Linked DNA regions of Capra hircus: region 2 is linked to region 1. A link is a contact called in public Hi-C data. All regions are on one chromosome and are shown on one strand. The core of a region is the stretch at or near the end of the contact, and the rest is flanking DNA. Distances in the headings are between cores, read along the strand shown. Region 1 overlaps ST6GAL1 (ST6 beta-galactoside alpha-2,6-sialyltransferase 1). Region 2 holds the start of ADIPOQ (adiponectin, C1Q and collagen domain containing).

Region 1 (6,971 bases), core at 1,880-4,379:
CCTCTCTTCCCCTCACCTCCCTATAAAATGTATCCTAATTTTGCAGAGAAAACAGAAGCCCCTTCAGTCTTCCACTACAGACTGGCTCCAGCTACTCCCCCTCCCCAGTCCTTCTTCCTTTCTGACCTGCTCCTGCTGGAGTTAATCCTCCGCTAGGTTTTGGACCAACCACTCCTACCATTGACTTCATTGTCACCTCTTTTTAGTATATTCAATTTCTGGATCAACTTTTTTTTTTTTCCTCATTGACTTAAATTTGTGTGTGTGTGATAAAATATATGCAACATAAGAAGAAAAGCTGGACCAACCTAGACAGCATATTAAAAAGAAGAGAGATTACTTTGCCAACAAAGGTCCATATAGTTAAAGCTATGGTTTCTCTAGTAGTCATGTATAGACGTGAGAATTGGACCATAAAGAATGCTGAGTGCCAAAGAATTGATGCTTTTGAACTTTATTGTTGGAGAAGACTCGAGAGAAACTTGGACTGCAAGATCAAACCAGTCAATCCTAAAGGAAATCAACCCTGAATATTCATTGGAAGAACTGATGCTAAAGCTGAGGTTCCAATAGTTGGCTACCTGATGTGAAGAACTGATTCATTGGAAAAGACCCTGATGCTAGGAAAGATTGAAGACAGGAGGAGAAGGGGATGACAAAAGATGAGATGATTGGATGGTATCACCACTTGATGGGCATGTGTTTGAGCAAGCTCTGGAAGCTGGTGATGGACAGGGAAGCCTGGCATGCTGCAGTCCATGGAGTCACAAAAAGTTGGACATGACTGAATAACTGAACTGACTCTGATATACCCTTCTGAGCATTTTTGAGTGTACAGCTCAGTGGCGTTAAGTACATTCACACTGTTGTACAACCTGGGTTGTACCACCATCCATCTCTAGAATTTTTTCATCTTCCCAAACTGGAACTCTATATGCATTAAACAACAATTCCTCTTTCCTGCCAGGCCCTGGCAACCACCATTCTACTTCCTATCTCTATGAGTTTGACTACTCCAGGGACCACATGTATGTGGAAACATACAGCATTTGTCCTTTTGTGACTGTCTTTCCACTGATTTTTAAACATGCTCAATTCTCTCTAATCTAAAACATGAAAAGAACAAAAATGAGCCCTGGAAGCCTCAACTCTCTCTACAACTATTGCTCTATTTCTCTCTGCCCTTCAGAACCAGAATTCTTGAAGGAACTCTCCATTTTTGCCATCCTCCACCTATCTCACTTCTCCTCATACTCCAGGCCGGCTTCTGGCTTTATCACTCTCCCTTCATCACCTAGCTATTGCTGAGGCCAACAGTGGCCTCCATTTTGCTAAGGAGAGAATGGTGCTTTTCAATCTTCATCTAAATTGGCCTTTAAGCAGAATCTAATGGCACTGACCTCTTTCTTACTGCTCTCATTGCCCAAAGCTCCTGCATGGACTTTTCTTCTCTTTACACTCTCTCCAATGCTCTCATTCGGTCCCACTGTTTGTTGCCACATAGAAAGAGATGATTTACAAACCCTCATCTGCACCCAAACCTTCCCACTGACCTCCAACCTCATGGGCTTCCCTGGTGGCTCAGAGGTTAAAAAAAGCGTCTGCCCGCAATGCGGGAGAACCAGTTCGATCCCTGGGTTGGGAAGATCCCCTGGAGAAGGAAATGGCAACCCACTCCAGTATTCTTGCCTGGAAAATCCCATGGAGGAAGGAGCCTGGTAGGCTACAGCCCATGGGGTCGCAAAGAGTTGGACACGACTGAGCGACTTCATCTGTGTCTGTGTCTGACCTCTCTTCACAGATACATAAAAGGCAGCTCAGATCAAGCATATCCAGAAGATATATATATATATTTATCTCTGCCCCCATCTCTGACCAAGCCCTTCACAACCCAAAACATCTCCAATACTCTTTCCAGTCTCAGTGACTCTATCTGGCCAGTTACGCAAGCCAGAAGCCCAGGTGCATCTGTGACCTCCTCCCTTCACCTCTCACACTCAGCCCCACAGAGAACCTGTCATCTGCACACATGGAACAGCTCTCAAATCCATCATTTCTCACAGTCACTTGCATGTCCACTCTGGGACAACTGCCAGCATTTCTAGCCCACACGATTGCAAGAGCCTCTTAAATGTGTTCCGCCATCCACTGGACCCACTGTATCTACTACAGTGATCACTGGACGCCAGGGATGTTTACCAAATGCAAGTGTGGGCATGCATCAAAGAAGACAAGCACCGTGGCCAAGCTCCTTCTTATCTTCAGCCTCATCCCCCTTTACATGACCCCCACCCCACCCCCCCGAGACTCTCGCCTCTTCCTGGGTCCTGGTGCCCCCCGTCCCCTTCCACACAGGACCTTCCCCAGGCCCCTGCCTCTTCCCATGCTTCTCACCATGACCCCTTACTCCTCCTGCACAGCAAAGACACCTCCTTGCTATTCCAGACTTTCCTATCTAGGGACAACTCCCCTTTCTCGGTTCTGGTGGCACTTTGACCCTTTTCTTTGTAGTTATCTGTTGTAACTTTACATTTGTCTGTATGACTACTGGACTGTATCTGTAAGTTACATGAGAGCAGGGCTGAGTCCAATTCACTCACCAATGTACCCTCCACAGCCACTCAGTTCTGCACACGTAAATATCAGAGTAGATAACATTGACACATAAGTGCCAGCCACTGCGTGCTTTGTGTGGATCTTCTCACTCCTTCGTCACAACCCTGCGGAGACACTATCATTCTCCCCTCTTCAGAGGGGCAGGAGTAACAGATGCACGACTCTTTGGCTCGTAAAAGGCAGAGCTGGTTTCGATGGCAGACAGGCTACTTGCAGAGTCTCTGTACTGATGGCTGCACCCTAGTCAGCACCACCCATGTTTGTGGAAGGATGTATTTCTGCACAGAAGAAGTTTTACCTGAGAGTTTACCAGACGAATGGTGGTTTTCGTGCCCACGTCTTGTTGGAATTTGACCGTGGGTGCCCCATTAAACCTCAGGACTGCATCGTGATCATCTGGAAACCACAAGGAAACAACACATCAGCAGTGATGACGGCGTGAACATCAGCGCTATGAGGAGAGAGGGAAGGTCTGGAGGGAGAGAGGGCAGAAGGAAGAGGAGGGCAAGGGAATAATGCTTCCCAATCTTTATGTCCTCATGGTACACAGGGGACAGTGACCATATTTGTATAGCACAGTCAGGTCAGGTTCACAGACAGAGATCACCAGCTGTCTGCCCAGCCACTGCGAAGGCTAAAGAGATCCGTACGTTGGTGTTCCTGAAACCCATTCAATGATGCACAGAGGCAACGTGGGCAGGGCCAGTGCATTCCCCAGTGAATCACTATTCCAGTTACCAAAGGAGCAAACCAGACATTCTTTTGGTATTACTTGTAGGTCATACTTCTATACTTATCAGAAAATCAAAGATCTTACCATAAGCTTGGCTTAACCCACAAGGGCAGAGTATCCCCATGGCACTCTGAAAAGCTGGCTGGGCATAGCACACGACAGCTCCCTAAGTGTTCCCTTTAGGAATCCAAGCCCCTGGAGGGGTCACAAACCTGGGTGCTGGACGAGATGGAACAAGAAGTCATAGAGCTAAACTAAACCCCATATTTTCTTTTCTTTTTTTTAAAGCTGTTTGTAAGGAATAAAATCTTCAATCCAGCCAAGATCAAATAGACCATCTTTTTGAAAATCTGCTCACTCCCCAGCTCTCATTCTCTGTCCTTGTAGCTGTTCAAGCGGTGTTTGGAAGACTAGGAGAAGATTCTCTGTCTGCAATGACCAATCTGATGCGGGAAGGAACTGATGACTTCTAAGATCCAGTTTAACCTGGAGCCTCTGACCCTATGAGAGCTCCTTTCAAGCTTACGTGATCAAACAAGCTTCAGTGCACCACTGAAATCTGCACAGGATTTAGAGGTCAGTCCAAATCTCTGTTCAATTTCTTCCCATGAGGGAGTGATTTTGGATGATTCATGCACAAAGGTGGCATCAGGAGAAGAAGGGTAGGAGTGGATTTTGGCTCAATATAAGAGGGTCTAAAGGAGAATATCCACAGAATTAAGGGATGAAAGCCTCCCTCTTTTTATATCCCTACACCCCAGCAATCTAGATATCTCATTCACAAAAACAACCCTATCCTCAATCATAGGGAAAAAAATTTTTTTCAAAATGGTTTATGTTACATCGGCATATATATATATATACATATATATATACACACACACACGACTATGTGTAAAATAGATAGCTAGCTGTATAACACAGGGAATTCAGCCCAGTGCTCTATAACAATCTAGATGGGTGGGATGGGGGTTGGGGATGGGACGGAAGCATAAGAGGAAGGAGATATATGTATTTAAAAAGCTGATTCACGTTCTTTTACAGCAGAAACCAATACAGCATTGTAAAGCAATTATCCTCCAATTAAAACTAAATTTTTTACAAGTTACATAAAATGTTCATAGTCTAGATATTATCAGATAACAAGACAGGCACAGAGAACCACAAATGGAGCAGCAAGTTTATCTTTAGATAACTCAGATTGCAATCAGTTTTGCTGAAATTAACCACTGGTTTCAAAAGTGACCAGCAGTAGCCAAGCTAGAAATGCTGATGCATTAGAAACTTCAGTCCACTTTCCCATTTCACAGGTGAATAAATGATTAATCTGAGAGTCCCGGTAGAAAAGAATGGCAAGCTCAAAGGCAGTCATTGAGAATCAAATAAAAGGACTATTTACAGAGTTGTGGGTGGAGTTTAATGAGGCAGAATCAAACAAGGAATGGGACATGCCCTGGGGTTGGATCCGGCAGGGAACCCCGCCGCTACACTACAGGCAGCAGGAGGCCACCCCGCGGGAAGCTCAGAGGGAATCATCGCACAGCCTCTCTTTCTTCCTCTCCTCTACCTCCAGGCCTGGAAGGAAAAGGAAGCAAGCAGGACTCAGAGAACCTGACAGGGACCGAAACTTTTAGTCAAGGAAGAGAAGCAGTCTGCACTCACTCTAAAAGGAGAGATGGGACGGGGAAGGGGTGGGGGGAGGAGACAGATACTCCGCCTCACTGTCCTTCTTAGTCTCAGATTTGTGCCCGTGCGTCCACTATCTCTATGCTCAGTCATTCAGTCGTGTCCAGGTCTCTGAAGCCTCTTCGACTATTATAGCCCATGAGGCTCCTCTGTCCATGGGATTTCCCAGTCAAGAATACTGGAGTGTGTTGTCGTGCTCTTCTCCAGGGGATCTTCCCAACCCAGGGACTGAACCCACATCTCTTTTATCTCCTGCATTGCAGGCAGATTCTTTACCACTAGCACTACCTGGGAAACCTGCTGCCACTGTCTAGTTCCAAGCGAAAGCCCAAAGGGCAAGAATGCCCAGGTGACACAGCCTACATTTCTACTTCCCAGGAAAGGGTGGAGGGTGGGTTTGGAGCAGCAGATAGAGAACGTCCAGTACGGGAGGCTTGGGATAGGCGCCTGGCTGACCATGAGAAAGGAGAATGTTTTTGTTCCTTCAATAAATACTGATTAAGCACCTACTCTCTGCCTGGCACTGGAGACAATGGTTGTGAGCAAGAAATCAAGGTCCTTCCTTGCCCTTAGAGACCCTGAAATCCACTGTAAAGAGAAAGGCAATAAATAAGCACAACAACCTACATTCAAGATAACTACAGATTGTGGTCAGTACTGTGGCACAAAATAGTAACCTATAATGGAAAAGAATCTGAAAAAAATATACATATATATGGGAAGGGTCCAGGAAAGTAAATTCCAGCCAGAGGACACAGCAGCGTCAAGACCCTAAGGCGGGTAAGGACTTAACTGCGAACAAATGACTGAGGGAAAGAAAAAGATGCAGCGGAAGAGGCTGGAAGAAAGCAAATCATGCAGGCTGTGGTATGAAGGTATGAAGTTTGAATTTTATTCTAAGATTTTTAAAAAATCAAAGAAGAAAACTTTAAAACAGACCACTAAATTTAAGCTCAAAAAAAAGGGGGGGGGATTAGATTCTTATTTGCCAAACTGTCCTTTGCTATCGCTATTGAAGACTAAAAAACTTTCAGTCTCAAATAGGTCTTCAGGAAATCACCAGGAGAAAGCCACAGCTACTGGGCTCCCAGCAAATAAGTCTTGAAGGAGGAAGGCTGTAGAAAACAAGGGGATCCACTTCTCTTTAACTTAGAATTAGAACACAGAAAAAGATGCAAATTAGAAAAGGAAGAAATACACCACAATATGCACGTGACATACTACATGCTTAGAAAATGCAACAGAATCAGTTTGTCAGTAAATTCATAAATACATCAAAATCTACTGTGTCCAGGTATAACAACTCCAAATAGCTAGAAATTATGGTGAAAGAAATTTTATCACTACTTGGACCAAATATTTTTTTATATTTTCCAATGAGCTTAATGAAACATATAACCGTGTATGGAAGACCATATTCTGATTCTGACTAGGAAAACTAGATATGACACAGATTGGGGCTGGCAAACTATGGCCCACAGTGCAAATATGACCTGTCTCATCTTTGTAAATAAAGTTTTATTGGAACATAACCAGATACATTCATTTATTATTGTCTGTGGTTGATTTTCAGATAGTAAATAATCTGCCTGCAATGTAGGAGACACGGGTTTGATCCCTGGGTCAGGAAGATTCCCTGGAGAAGGGAATGGCAACGTACTCCCATATTCTTGCCTGGAGAATCCCATGGATAGAGGAGCCTGGCCATCTACAGTCCATGGGGTCACAAAGAATCAGATATGACTGAGCAAATGAGCATGCATGCACACCCGTGGTTGATTTTGCACTAAAATAGCAGTCATTTTAAGAGACACTGTATGTCTTCAAAACCAAAAATATTTGCTATCTGGCCCTTTATAGGGAAAGTTTGCTGAACCCTGATATAAACAATCATGCTGTCTGAGCTACTCAATATCCAAGGGTGTCTTCCCAGTCA
Region 2 (6,971 bases), core at 2,734-5,233, 190 kb after region 1:
ACTCAACCCCCGGTGTACACATGCAGAACAGACCAAAAGAAGCATAGCAGAGGCTTCAAGAATTAAACTACAGGGACTTCTGTGGTGGTCCACTGGCCAAAACTCCTCGATCCCAATGCAAGGGACTTGGATTCCACCCCTGGTCAGGGATCTAGATCCCATGTGCTGAAACTAAAAGATCCCACAGGCCACCATGAAGATCGGGATCTAGCATGCCACAACTAAGACCCAGCACAGGCAAATAAATATATGTTTTTAAAGAATTAAACTACTAAAATCCCAGACCAAACTCTGAGTGGTACATGTGACAGATAGCAAAGGCTTGAATCTACCACTCTGATAACTGTCCAGATTTTGCTTTAAGGAAAATACTCCTTCTCCAGCCTGAGCCATAATCAATTAGGTCAATAAATATGTTACATTCTCCTGACTCCAGTGACTGGTCAGAGATGAGCACACAACCCAGCCAAAGCCAATGAAATGCAAGGACATCTTATCTGTCATTCACAAAATAGAGTTCTGATTAACACAAGGTTTACCCCTCTTCATCCCTCTCTAAACCCCATGTCTTCTCCAAAAATGAAAACAAAAGATCCGTGAAATAAGTGTTCTACTTTTAATGCTGGATAGTATCTTTACTTGCAGAAAATAATGATATACAAGCATTTAAAAAAACTAAGCCTTATATGTAAATATCATAATTGCCTAATGAATAGTCAAAAGGAAATCATTCAGAATTTAAAACTACAAGCAAATAGCTAAGTTTTCCATTTCTATATTTATACAGAATGCTATTAGCTCTGCTTTTGCTATAATCTTTGAAGAGCATCACTCATCTTCATCCTGAGAGGATGTTTACCACCATCAACTATCTGTAATTCCTTTTTTTGTGTGGGATATTTAACAATTCAAAGTACATGTATTTAAGGTGTACAATTTGATGATTTGATATAGACATACATTTGTGAAGCAATCACCACAATCAAGCTAATTAAAATAGTCATCTCAGGTATCATTTTCTTTTTTTCATTTTATTTCTTTTTTTAATACTTCTTAAAGAGCAAGAGTAGATACAGGAGGCCCAAGTCTCCCCTGACCCTGTTGGTGCTCAAAGAAAGAATAGTTTCCAACTTCTTTCATGGGGTTTGCATTGCAGGCTCAAGCTACTTCCCTAAGGGAAAATTCTTTAAGTGTTCTGGAAAGCACAGTCATCCCTAACCTCAGTGGAAAAGATTCAAGCCATCCAGTGGAACAAAGATTAGGAGTTTAAAATCAAGAAGTTCCTAAAATAAAACTGTTTTTGTAGATAGGGATTGGTTATATGGAGAGACAGAAATGGGGTTAACTCTGGGTAGATAGGAGGTTCCAGAGTTTGATCTTCATGAGGCATCAGTCAAGGACCTGGAAGGGGACTCAGTGTGCAGGAAGCACGATCCTCTGTGGGTAATTATCCCTGGCCTGCAGGAGGATGTCTTGCAAACCCAGGACTCTCATCCATGGTGACATGCGGAAAGGCAAAGGGGCCCAGGAGTGAGGAAGACTTGCAGGAAAGAAGAGATATCACATCAAGCAAGCTTCCTAACCTGGTGGTCTTGAGGGATAGGGAAGATGTGAACATGTGGAGATGGAGTCAACTTTCTGGGCCAGAGAGAAGGGTCTGAGGAAAGACATAGAGAAGAAGAAGTATGGAGTAGTCCAGCTGGAATGGGACCTAGTCATGGAACCACCTTCTCGGAGGGAGTGCTTCAAAGGAAAGGCTTAATGTGTGGTGAAGGCCAGTTCATAGGTCCTCAGATGAGTTGGTGGGAGACCCCTACTAATACTCTACCAAAAGGCTATGTAGTCCTTAAAACAGACACAATATACTGGAAAAGGTCCACAGCCCTGGGTTGGATTTCTAACTCTGCCGCTTAATGCCTGTGTGACTTAGGCACACAGCTCTCTCATCCTCAGGACTGCAAGTGTAAAAAAGAGAAGACTATTTTCCTGTGTACTTCATAGGATTGACATGAACATAAGGGAAAACAGCAGGCACAGAATATCATTGTCAGATACTGTCTTGTAGTTAGTTATCTTGTCATGTATGTGAAACTCCCCAGTAAATGTTATCACCCTTCCATTACCACTACATAACAGATCCTTGAGGCCAGGGGACATGTCTTCTTCAAGACTGTCCTGGGAACATAGTATATCATTTCTTAAAAAAGGTACTTGATCAATGAATGAATGAATGATGTTCGGAATCCCCCAACTAGGTAATAAAATTGGTCTCCTAACTACACTGTAGACCTGTGGACTGTTCTTTCACTTTGCACTGCTTGGCCCAGTGGAGACTCTGAGTTAATGGTGCTCATTCGATGTTATGGTAGAGAAGGAAGCCTGTGAAGGTGGAGTCATGGACGTTATCCGCATAGACCCCATTGTGATTTTCACCCTCGTACACCTGGAGCCAGACTTGGTCACCCTTCTCCAGATAGAGGAGCACGGAGCCAGAGGCCTGGTCCACGTTCTGGTCCTGGAACTGGTCGTGGGTGAAGAGCAGGGCCTTGTCGTTCTTGTAGAGGCTGACCTTCACATCCTTCAAGTAGACAGTAATGTGGTAGGAGAAGTAGTACAGCCCGGGAATATTGCAGAGGAATTTGCCAGTGGTGCCATCATAGTGGTTTTGCTGATTGTAGAAGATCTTGGTAAAGCGAATGGGAACATTGGGGACAGTGACCCGGCTCTCCAGTCCCACACTGAATGCTGAGCGGTATACATAGGCACTTTCTCCAGGTTCTCCCTTTCTGCCTGGGACTCCTGGAAAGCCTCGGGGACCTTCAATCCCAGTGATTCCAGTTTCACCGGTGTCACCCTTAGGACCAACAAGACCTAGAGAACAAGAAGACCTCAGTGACCCAAGGAACAGAACTCCTGTTTAGGTTGGTTTCAGTCTAAAACACTGTCCCTGTGGCCCCTACCTACAATCTGCTTGACTTACAAAGCAAGGAATCAACGAGAGCTCCCAAAAGGGACAGCCATAACCTTCTCCTCCACATCCCCCTACAACACGTGCTCCCATAAATTCCTCTCCAACCTTATCTCCAAAAGTCTCCATCACAGACCCTCCACCCTGCCAGTACTTCATGTGCAGGCTCAACCAATCGTACACAGGGGACTCTTCTGTCCCCTCTGTCTAGGTGGCCCAATACCCATCCTCCAAGGTCTCACTCAAGCCCCACCTCCTCCTGAAAGCCTTCATTGTCCATCCAGGTCTGCATCAACGGCATTTTCTCTCTATCCCACCCTTTGGGCATTTGTCCGTATTCACTCTGGCATATTTGGTGTAGACCCTCTGGTAGTAGCGTCTAACAGTCCTGTGCACTAGGGCAAGAGTTCTCCAAGAAAAGGACTGTGACCTGCAGGAGGTCCCAGGAAGTGTGGTTGAATGCCACTGGATAGAATGGGAACTAAGGGGACATTAAGGAAAATAGGAATGTAAGCAGACTGAGAATAGGGATGGATGAGGCTGAGATGGGAAATAGGATGGGGAAGAGCAAAGATGGTGTGGGTAGAGCAGAGCCAAGGGTACTTGGTTTTAAAGGGACCATGTGTGTTCACCCCTAGAAGGCCAATCCACAATTCACTTTAGGCTGCTTATGGGTCACATCGAAAAGCTTTGTTTCTTCCCTGCACAAGGGCCGTAGTCAGTAACTACTGCCCTCTCGTAGTTTTAGAAGCCTTCCTCTACCCGGGAGGAGTCTGTGATGGGAAGGTGCCAAAGGCTTTATTCTTACCTGGATCTCCTTTCTCACCCTTCTCACCAGGGGTGCCATCTCTGCCATCCCGGCCTGGGGTCCCGTTGTGGCCAGGATGCCCTGGAATGCCTGCCATCCAACCTGTGCAGGCCCCCTTGGGCAGCGGGGGCCCTTGCATGGTGTCCTGGCCATGACTGGGCAGGGCTAGCAGCAGTAGAAGAGCTCCCAGCAGCAGCATCCTGAGCCCTGGAACCCAGATCCACGCTGTCAGCCACAAAAGAGCAACCCCCACACGGCTCCCCCGTCAGGACCCGAGCAGGACTCTGGCCAGCTCTGCAGAGTTTGCCTCAGACCCGCTCCCTCAACACTCACCTCTTCTGGAAAGATTCTTCTGATTCTTCCAGCCCACCTTGTGCTCTCTCTGCCCTGAAATATTCAGTGTTTAGCCTTATTTTCTAGGTGTGATCTCCTTTCTTCCACCATCAGTGACAGTGAGATAGCACTCCTCCAATTCCTCAGATCTGAGCACAATATGAGGAAGGGGGAAAGCTCCAAGAGTCCATTTCTCAGGACTCTATCCCTTGGGTTTTCCAAGAACGATGACTCAGATCATCCCATTCAACTCCCACTTCCCTCTCTTGGCTCCCTCCTTTTTCTTCCCTTTTCCTTTTCTCTATGTCTGTTCCTCCTTTCTCTCCCATTCTCTTTCTTCCTTTCCCCATCTCCTGGGCTACATGTTAGACATTTGGCTTATTACATACTTGCATGTACACATGCTCACACACCCACAATTACACCTGTACACACAACTACACATGTACACACATGCACACGCACACACACACACACACACACAGCCTTGGTCAGACAACCAGAGATACACTGTCCCATGAGACTAACCACTGACCTCTGCCTGTGCAGCCCCTTAGCTGTACCCCCTCACTGCCTGATCCCTCATGGACTTCAGGTCACATGGGCTGTCCTCTCTTTTAGGAAGTCCTCCCTGTCTTCCTCCCCCGTCTGGACTGCTGTTCCCCCTCGGTCCTCCCCGAGAGCCCTTGCTTATCTTTCACAGCACTGCTTGCACTGTACTGTCCTTTTATTTGCTCACCCATTAAGCACACCCAGAGGGGCGGGAGGCTATTAGTTGCACAGTCATGTCAGACTCTTTGCAACCCCATGGACTGTAGCCCACCAGGCTCCTCTGTCCATGGAATTCTCCAGGCAAGAGTACTGGCATGACTAGCCATTTCCTTCTCCAGAGGATCTACCTGATTCAGGGATTGAACCTGCATCTCCTGCTTGGCAGGCAGATTCTTTACCATCAGAGCCACCAAGAAAGTCCCACCAGTATAAAACAAGGACTAAAGAAATCCTTTGGTACAAAAAAAAAAAAAAAAAAAAAGGAAATACAGAGAGAGGAGGGAAGGAGGGAGGAAAAGAGACAGGAAGAGGGAAAGAGAATGGAGTGCACTTGGAGTATGTATTCTGGAAGCCCCGAGAAAAAGCTCTAGGAGCACAGGTGGCCAAGGGACTCCCTGTCTCAGAACCAGCCCTCCATACCCCCTCCTGAAAGACAGTCCTTGCGTGCACAGGGCCTCTGGTTCCCCTCAGTCCCTGCCTCTGTTATTAGGTTACTGAAAGCACCAGACAGAGAAACTGGTCCCAGGATCCTGGATCACAGGCATCGCTGATACCCTCTGTGGAGTCTGAAATGTAGCGAATCCCAAGAAACTGACTCTAAACAAGACTTGGTCCGTGTGTATTTTTTTACCCTAAAGACTCACTTTTTTCATCAGTTTGCTTGTCTCATAGATTTCGCAAAGCTTCCAGAATTGAATTTGGCTTCAGGAGGAAGTTCTATGAGGGATGCAGAAAAATCCCTGATAAGTAATCTTACCCCCCAAATTGTGCATTGTGTCTGGAATTTCACCTCGATGGCCCATCAGCAGGGGCTCTATCATCTTTCAGTCTGTGATGCCATCCAGCCATCTCATCCTCTGTCCTTCCCTTCTCCTCCTGCCTTCAGTCTTTCCCAGCAGAAGGGTCTTTTCAAATGAGTCAGTTCTTTACATCAAGTGGCCAAAGTATTGGAGTTTCAGCTTTAGCATCATTCCTTCCAGTGAATATTCCAAACTGATTTCCTTTAGGATTCACTGGCTGGAACTCCTTGCAGTCCAAGAGACTCTCGAGAGTCTTCTCCAACACCACAGTTCAAAAGCATCAATTCTTCGGCGCTCAGCTTTCTTTACAGTCCAACTCTCACATCCATACATGACTACTGGAAAAACCATAGCTTTGACTAGATGGACCTTTGTCAGCCAAGTAATGTCTCTGCTTTTTAATATGCTGTCTAGGTTGGTCATAGCTTTTGTTCCAAGGAGCAACCATCTTTTAATTTCATGGCTGCAGTCACCATCTGCAGTGATTTTGGAGCCCCCAAAAATAAAGTCTCTCACGGTTTCCATCATTTCCCTATCTATTTGCCATGAAATGATGGGACCAGATGCCATGATCTTAGTTTTCTGAATGTTGAGTTTTAAGCCACCTTCTTCACTCTCCTCTTTCACTTTCATCAAAAGGCTCTTTAGTTCCTCCTTGCTTTCTGCCAGGGTGGCATCTTCTGCATATCTGAGGTTATTGACATTTCTCCTGGTAATCTTGATTCCAGCTTGTGCTTCATCCAGCCTAGCATTTCACATGATGTACTCTGAATATAAGTTAAATAAGCAGGGTGACAATATACAGCCTTAATGTACTTCTTTCCCAATTTGGAACCAGTCTGTTGTTCCATGTCCAGTTCTGTTACTTCTTGACTTACATACAGATTTCTCAGGGGGCAGGTCAGGTGGTCTGATATTCCCATTTCTTTAAGAATTTTCCACAGTTTGTTGTGATCCACACAGTCAAAGGCTTTGGTGTAGTCAATAAAGCAGAAGTAGATGTTTTTCTGGAACTCTCTTGCTTTTTCAATGAGCCAATGGATGTTGGCAATTTGATTTCTGGTTCCTCTGCCTTTTCTAGATCTAGCTTGTACATATGGAAGTTCACGGTTCATGTACTGTTGAAGCCTGGCTTGGAGAATTTTGAGCATTACTTTGCTGGCTTGTAAAATGAGTGCAATTGTGTGGCAGTTTGAACATTCTTTGGCATTGCCTTTCTTTAGATTGAAATAAAAACTGACCTCTTCCAGTCCTGTGGCCACTGCTGAGTTTTCCAAATTTGCTGCCATAT

The links. Hi-C and Micro-C count contacts between places; a contact is called where the count stands out from the background.
Region 2: a Hi-C map of liver shows a contact between it and region 1, with 2.4 times the contacts expected there. The contact joins the promoter of ADIPOQ here to the enhancer-like site in region 1. A contact is called at or near these places in 3 of 5 Hi-C or Micro-C datasets (blood and liver).

The regions. Positions count from the first base shown.
Region 1 is chr1:79,901,397-79,908,367 of ARS1.2, forward strand. ST6GAL1 (ST6 beta-galactoside alpha-2,6-sialyltransferase 1) reads right to left here. Exons shown (of 6, transcript NM_001285660.1): 3 at 2,915-3,012. Among named protein-coding and RNA genes, the nearest start is that of ST6GAL1, 13 kb to the right of the region's middle. Within about 2 kb of position 3,130, at least 1 of the 5 cell types and tissues checked has an H3K27ac peak or open chromatin away from gene starts, as enhancers often do.
Region 2 is chr1:80,092,152-80,099,122 of ARS1.2, forward strand. ADIPOQ (adiponectin, C1Q and collagen domain containing) reads right to left here and starts at 3,984. Exons shown (of 2, transcript NM_001287573.1): 1 at 3,777-3,984; 2 at 2,226-2,871. The coding sequence starts at 3,975. The coding sequence ends at 2,351.